2 separate regions of the Mus musculus genome follow, and region 2 is linked to region 1. Evidence: chromatin contacts called from public promoter capture Hi-C data. All regions are on one chromosome and are shown on one strand. Each heading gives the region's core, a stretch centred on a gene start, on an enhancer-like site or on the middle of the called end of the contact. The rest is flanking DNA. Distances are from core to core; before and after follow the strand shown.

Evidence for each region. Promoter capture Hi-C pulls out the DNA fragments that hold promoters and counts their contacts.
Region 2: a contact with region 1 is called in a promoter capture Hi-C map of maxillary cranial neural crest. The contact joins the promoter of Med27 here to the promoter of Fcnaos in region 1. A contact is called at or near these places in 3 of 39 promoter capture datasets (liver, maxillary cranial neural crest and second pharyngeal arch cranial neural crest).

Annotation. Positions count from the first base shown.
Region 1 is chr2:25,607,680-25,611,464 of GRCm38.p6, reverse strand. It overlaps Fcnaos (a long non-coding RNA gene), which reads right to left and starts at 2,135. Exons shown (of 8, transcript XR_003954003.1): 1 at 1,996-2,135. It overlaps Rabl6 (RAB, member RAS oncogene family-like 6), which reads left to right and starts at 2,984. Exons shown (of 15, transcript NM_001024616.2): 1 at 2,984-3,352. The coding sequence starts at 3,223. It overlaps Ccdc183 (coiled-coil domain containing 183), which reads left to right. Exons shown (of 14, transcript NM_029859.1): 9 at 1-19; 10 at 835-995; 11 at 1,672-1,840; 12 at 1,924-2,034; 13 at 2,109-2,205; 14 at 2,672-2,836. The coding sequence ends at 2,790.
Region 2 is chr2:29,344,797-29,348,762 of GRCm38.p6, reverse strand. Med27 (mediator complex subunit 27) reads right to left here and starts at 1,953. Exons shown (of 8, transcript NM_026896.5): 1 at 1,716-1,953. The coding sequence starts at 1,918.

The DNA.
Region 1 (3,785 bases), core at 886-3,385:
GCAGTGCTCCCACCTCTGGGTAAGTCTCCCTGGTACTTGGTAGCCAAGTTAGGCCAGGGCCTGGGATACTCTGCAAAACGTTCACAAAGATTAGACCTCCCATGAAGGTCCCCAAACATGATAATCCCAAGCCTGGGAAAAGTCTGGGGTTTTTGAGGTATGTAGCTCAGAAAAGAAGATACCCTCAGGGCCAGGCATGGTGGCGCACACCTCTAATCCCAGCACTTGGGAGGCAGAGGCAGGAGAATTTCTGAGTTTGAGGCCAATCTGGTCTACAGAGTGAGTTCCAGGACAGCCAGGGCTACACAGAGAAACCCTGTCTCAAAAAAATAAAGAAAGAAGATATCCTCAGCACATGGCTGGCTTGTCCCCACCATGTTCCATGTTCAGGACAGAGCCTACCAGAATCTGAAAATCCAAATGCTAGGAACCTGGCCTCTCGCTTCTGCTCTAGCCCCTTTCCAACTTGACAGCCACAGCGAACAGCTGCTTCTTATGGCCTTCTTTTGTCATAGACCCTCCTGAGTTCCCATTGTCAGGCCTTGAGCGCCATCCATAGCATCTTGACTGAATGTGATACAAGGTGTCTTCATGGTAGGTGAGGTTATTTATCCTCTGCCTACCATGAAAGCGATGTAACCAGGCTATATACAGGCTACCATTCTGCCCAGCTCCTCACAAACCTCAGCACCCAAAAGCACTCAGGGTCATGACTGAGCCCCAAGTACCAAGAATGTGCACTATCTACTACAAGGGGCCCCCGAGATACCAGGGCTAGGAAGCCCTGCTGCCTCCCAAGCCCACACCTGTGTCTCTCTGCCCTGGTCTGGTTAGGACATAGCTGGCCGCTTCCTAGCTCAGAAAAATACAGAGGAGAACCTGGAGCTACAGATGGAGGATTGCGAGGAGAGGCGGACACAGTTAGAGGCCCTGATGAAGAAGCTAGAACTTGAGGAGGCTGTGCTCAAGTTCCACCAGACTCCCAGCGCTGTTGGGTATGTTCCCCGGCTCCTGGATGGCTCCACAGGTACAAGCTAGTAGCTGCACATATCCACTGCCAGTGAATTTGTTCATCTGCAGAAGAGTTGAGGACCTGCCCGCTTGACGCTTAATTATGAGTCCCTGAAGTTGCCACCTGGTTCTGGACCCCTGTGGGCCTACCCTCACTGCTGTGCCCACCTCCCCCTCACTGCTGTGCCCACCTCCCCCTCACTGCTGTGCCCACCTCCCCCTCACTGCTATGCCCACCTCCCCCTCACTGGTGTGCCCTCCCCCCCTCACTGCTGTGCCCACCTCCCCCTCACTGCTGTGCCCTCCTCCCCCTCAGTGCTGTGCCCTCCTCCTCACTGCTGTGCCCTCCTCCTCCTCACTGCTGTGCCCACCCTCCCCCTCACTGCTGTGCCCACCTCCCCCTCACTGCTGTGCCCACCTCCCCCTCACTGCTGTGCCCACCTCCTCCTCCTCACTGCTGTGCCCACCTCCTCCTCCTCCTCACTGCTGTGCCCACCTCCCCCTCACTGCTGTGCCCACCTCCTCCTCCTCACTGCTGTGCCCACCTCCTCCTCCTCCTCACTGCTGTGCCCTCCTTCTCCTCCTCACTGCTGTGCCCTCCTTCTCCTCCTCACTGCTGTGCCCTCCTCCTCCTCACTGCTGTGCTTACCTCCCCCATAGCTTTAACTCTATCCAGAAGAAGATGAAGAACATGCTAGAAGAGGAAGAAGCAAGACTCAAGCAGGCCCAAAACAACATGAATAAGGGCCAGCAGCTGCTGCTGGTCATCCAGACAGGTATTGACAACCTCTACATCCGGCTCATCGGCATCACCTTGCCAACCTTCCAGGTATCAGCCCCCGGGGAGGAGATGCTGTGTACAGGGTCCCTGTGTGGGACCACAGGAAAACCAGCTGCTCCTCTGACCCACAGAAAGAAATAGCAGTCTCTAACACTCTTGATGTGTACGGCAAGCTGGATTATTGTGAGGGAAAGCTTATCTACCTGGCTGAGCGCATGCAAACGTTGTCCAGAAATGAGGAGGTAACCCTGGGCCATGGAGGGGTCCCCACAAAGCCCATGTGCTCTCCAAGATGATAATGGGTGCTGCCCTGCAGGTTGACACAAAGGTGAGGGACACCTTGGAGTCATCAACTCTAAAAGAGAAACATAATACCAGAATTACCTTTGAGGACCCAGAGGAGGACATGATAGGTGAGGCTCTACATGCCGGCCACAGGAAGATGGAGAAGGACGACAAGAACAATAGCTGCAACTAGATAGGGTCTGAACTCAAGACAAGAGATGGCATACATGGTGACTGGGCGCTGAAGGGAAAGGTTTTAATCGATAGACGTTACAGAGGTTTCTTTTTCTGAGACAAAAGGGACGTATATCATGGGATGGGCCAGAAGGGAGCCCAGACCGAACTTTTAGAAGAATTTCTGCTACAGAGGCAAGGTGGGGTGAAAGGATAAGGACAGCTAGTGTGGATAATCTTGGCAAATCCTAGTTGTCTGGCACCTGGCCTTAGGTGACTTAGGGCAGGGGTCTCCAGTCATTGATACATGTCTGAAATGAGCTCCCGGCAGGAGATGGCCTATGGCAGCAAACGCCAACAGGTAGAGGTGGGAGGCTTCTGGAAAGAGGGTGGCAGCCACTCCTTTTCTTGCCTGTTCAGAAACCTTCCAGTTTGCGGATGTGGACCATAGTTACGTCCCTTCGCGGGCGGAGATAAAGAAACAGGCCCAACAGCTGATCGAGGCGAAGCTCAAGGGAGCCAAAAAGAAGAAAAAGTAAACCTGTCTGGGCTGTAGTACAGAAATAAACATTTTTCCAGAACTACACTAGAGGAAGGAGAAACCTCGGGACTCTTGAGGACCGGGAAGCTGATCGTTGGACCAGAGGGGGTTGGTGGCGGCGAGGTGGAGATGCTAGAAAAGGGCGGGACCTAGTGCGCTCTCTGCGCATGCGGCGGCTACGTGTCCCTTTTAGCGTCCCGTAGCCGCGCCGGCGCCAAGATGGCGGCGCTGACGGGTGCCTGGCTGCCGCGCCGAGGGCCGTGGAAGCCGGAGCGGAGCCACAGAGGCTGAGGCCCCAGAACCTCGCTCGAGGCCGCGCCCGCTCCGGCCTCGGGGGAAGCCTGGGCCGGCCGGACATGGTGCGGGGTGCGCTGTGCTGCTGCCGCTGCTGAGCTCGCAGGCCAGCCCGGCTCGCACGTCCAGCAGGAACATGTTCTCCGCGTTGAAGAAGCTGGTGGGGTCGGAGCAGGCCCCAGGCCGGGACAAGAACATCCCCGCCGGGCTGCAGTCCATGAACCAGGCGCTGCAGAGGCGCTTCGCTAAGGGGGTTCAGTATAACAGTGAGTGCGGGCCGCGCCGTCGGGCAGGCCGGGGCGGCTGGCAGGGCCCGGGGCGGCCACCCAGCCTACTAGGGTCTGGAAGAATCAGAGGGTAGGGGCGGACGGGTCCCTGGGTTCTGAGTAGTGGTCGTTCCTTGAGGGACATCACCTGACAGGAGACCTCCAGAGAACAGCTGTGCGGCGACACTAGCGGAGCAGCGGTGGAGGACCCTGATTGGCGCGGGTACCCTGCGGAGAGAGACCATTACATAACCCGAGGGTGCGCGCGCGGGGCTGCGTGTGCCTGCCTCCTCTCCGCCCCCCGCGCCTGCTCTCACTTGAGGCTCCTGAAAGTCGGAGGCTCCTGAAAGTCGGTCGCCTGTGGGCCTTGAGCCTTGATTTTGTTTTTTTGTTTTTTGTTTTGTAAGGGATATGCTTTTTTTTTTTTTTTAAT
Region 2 (3,966 bases), core at 704-3,203, 3.7 Mb before region 1:
CCACTCCCATGCTGCATCCAACCTCAAATCTTCAGCCACCTTCTTGGCACTACTGTACATTTAATAAGTCAAAGAAATATCAACATTACTAAAGTTTCTAAAGTGATAAAAGGCTGTGACATCCCATTAGAAAGCAGGGCAGAGATGACACACTTCTTTAATCCCACCAGCACCTGGGAGGTAGAAGCAGGGGGGGTCTCTGTGAGTTTGAGGTCAGTCAGCCTGATCTAAAAAGAAACTCTGTCTTAGGGGGGGAAAAAAGCCTCCCTCGGGGGAGTCAATGGAGTGGGGGTAGGGCATGCCATTGTCAAGCTGACAGAACAGGTATGTGTGTAGTTTAAGGAGGGAGTGGAATACGGGGAGGAAAGGCACACAACACTTCACTACTTCCTCCTCCATCCTACTTGACTAGTTGATGGGTGGAGGGAGTCCTGGGGGTTTGCCTGCCTGACACACAGAAGGCACGGAGCTGGAACCAGGCACTATAGAGGAACATGAGGTGGAAGAGAGGAAACCCAACCTGACCAGATCACCAAATGCTCAATTTCAGAAGTAAAAAGCTCAAATCCAAGCCGGGCGTGGTGGTGCACGCCTTTAATCCCAGCACTCCGGAGGCAGAGGCAGGCAGATTTCTGAGTTTGAGGCCAGCCTGGTCTACAGAGTGAGTTCCAGGACAGCCAGGGCTATACAGAGAAACCCTGTCTGGGGGGGGGGGGGAGACCTCAAGTCCTTCCATTCTAATTTCTAAGACAGGAAGAAAACACAAGTTCAGGCACAGAAGACATGCCTACTAAACTGTGTGTGGTGGCACACACCTTTAATCCCAGCAGATTAATCCAGAGAGGCAGAGGCAGGAGGATCTCTTGTGAGTTTGAGGCCATCCTGGTCTACAAATTGAATTCCAGGACAACCAAGACTGTTACCCTGAGAATCCCTGTCTCAAAATCCAAAGTGCCTTCTATGCATGGCATCTGAGTAATGTCTTCTCAGCAAACTCTTAATACACTAATGATGTAAAAGGAGTCCCGTGAGGGAAATATGTAATCCCCAATTATTAGGGGTTAACCTGCTCAAACATTCCTTTCCCGTTGTAGTGAACTGAGTCCTCTGAAACTGAACCTAAATAAATTCTTCCTCTTAAACATCCTAATAGATGTAAGACTGTATCTCTCGAGAAAAGAGCTAAACAAAAGGAATGATGGTGACTGGCAGTGAGGAGCAGGTGGCTTCGGAGGGGAAATGGAAAGAGGCAAAGGTAACGGAGGTAGTCTGAGAATGAGGTGAGGTGGAACTGATGAATTCTAGGCTCTGAGGATGGGAACTGGAGCTCATCGGATCGAGAGGTACGTAATTGGGCCTGGGACAGTGTTGATGGGGAGACTGGCCCGATGTGATGGAGCCCAAGGAAAAGGTCTGATAAGATCGACGAGGTGGAAGTTCCTGAGAAGAGGTTTCCTCATCAGATAGGACCACTACAGCGGGAACCGAGGACCACAGATGACAACCAGGACGAAATGGCCAACAGAATGAATACTAGGTAACGGGACGGGAGACAAGGAGTCCCTGAGAGGCTGACTAGGACCGGGAGATGAGCGAAAGTGACAGCGGACTGTGAATAAAGGAGAGAGGCCCGTGACTGGGCAGACTGGCGCGGGATCCGGGCGGGACAGGTGCCAGAAGGGTCCTCAACCCCGATCCTTTCAGCCAGTACCTACTTGAGGTCCCGGTTGACGGAATGCAAGTTGTCCTGGAAGTTCGCGATGAAGGCCTTCTCGCGGCCCTCCAGCGTCTCTTTGTTGCGCATGCCATCCTTAAGGCAGTCGAAGACCCTACTCACGCTAGAGCGTAGCGCCTGGATGGCGCTAATAGCCTGCGAAAAGGCCTCCAGGTTCACACCAACGCTCAGCACGTCCGCCATGTTGCAGCTGTCACAGCCGGCTTTCCAGAGTCCACAGCCTGAGCGGCGCGCGGCGCTTCGTGATGACGTTGTCCTAGGAGGGTATTGGGATGTGTAGTTTGCGACGTGGCTCCCATCCAGGAAGCTCTAGCGAACTTGGAAAAACAGCGCCAGTCTGACTGAATGAGAGAGTTGACCACAAGTTATGATCTCCATCTAGGGAAGTCATTTTGTCCTCTCCTTTTGCTTAATAGTGAATGACAAAGAAATGCAGAAGCCCACTGTGTATCTCCAAAATTTGAACAGTCACATAGGAATTTCTCAAAACAATAAAATGTCCCCAGAGTACATGAATGAGTCCATATTCATAAATAAAGGGGAAGAACTCTCTTACCTGTAGTAAAATGCCAACACATAAATGAAGGCAGAGTGATACAAGAAAACTGCCACTTGGCAGCCTAAATAATTGGTTAAGGTATGAATCAATTGATGTTTTTTCGAAACAGCAAGGTATTCTATATAGTTTCAAAACGTTTTTCTTTATGAAACTTAAAAGGAAATAGAAAACATTTGGGCTACATGAGGACCTGTGTCCAAAAAGTAAATTAACAATAATAATAATAATAGAAATTATGGTATGTGTCCAAAAGAATTGAAAGCAGTGTCTAAATGAGATGTTTGTACTTCCATATCCACCGCAACCTCATTCACTATAGTCAAGTGTGAAAGGAGCCAGATATCTACCAACGTATAAGCAAATAAGCAAAATGTGATTATATATGATACAAATTGATATATACTGTGACATCAAAATGGACAATATACCTTTCAAGTTAATGGAAGATCAAAACAGGGAAAATAGACCTTGCAGCTTAGGGGATCTGTTTGCAGTTAAGACAGTTAAGAATAAGTTCCTCTGTCCTGTGCAGGCTAAAGTTTCTGTTTGTAATTAAAGAATAAGTTCTATTTGCCTCATGTTAAGTCCTTGCAAGTTAGGGTTTTTATTTGTAATTAAGAATAAGTTCCTGGGACTAGAGAGATGGCTCAACGATTAAGAGCACTGACTGCTCTTTCAGAGGTCCTAAGTTCAATTCCCAGCAACCACATGGTGGCTCACAACCATCTGCAGTGGGATCAGATGCCCTCTTCTGGTGCATCTGAAGTCAGCTACAGTGTACTCACATACATAAAATAAAAATAAATCTTAAAAGAAAAAAAAAAGAATAAGTTCTTGTTCTTTTTGTTTGGTTTGTTTTTGTTTGGTTTTTCGAGACAGGGTTCCTCTGTGTAGCCCTGACTGCCCTGGAACTCACTCTGTAGACCAGGCTGGCCTTGAACTCAGAAATCCACCTGCCTCTGCCTCCCAAGTGCTGGGATTAAAGGCGTGTGCCACCACTGCCCTGCCAAGTTCTTGTTCTTTAGGTAAGCTGCAAAACACGTTTTCAACCTCTACACTAAACTCGTGACCACATTCACTAGATGAGCATCCCTCCCCTTGTTCCTCCCTTTCATTGCATCTTTCTAACAGTCGTCTGTGTGAGCACTCTCCTATAAAAAGGACCTCAAGGGGCTGTGTATTAGTCAGGGTTCTCTAGAGTCACAGAACTTATGGACAGTCTCTAGATAGTGAAGGAATTTATTGATGACTTACAGTCGGCAGCCCAATTCCCAACAATTGTTCAGTCGCAGCTGTGAATGGAAGTCCAAGGATCTAGCAGTTACTCAGTCTCACACAGCAAGCAGGCGAAGGAGCAAGAGCTAGAGCTAGACTCCCTTCTTCCAATGTCCTTATATTGTCTCCAGCAGAAGGTGTAGCCCAGATTAAAGGTGTGTTCCTTAAACTCCAAGATTCAATCTTCTGGAATCCATAGCCACTATGGCTCAAGATCTCCATACCAAGATCCAGATAAGGATCTCCAAGCCTCCAGATAAGGGTCACTGGTGAGCCTTTCCAATTCTGGATTGTAGTTCATTCCAAATATAGTCAAGTTGACAACCAGGAATAGCCACTACAGGCTGCTCTCCCAAATCCTGACTTGGGGTGAGTCAGCTGGCTAGCCACTCTAGAT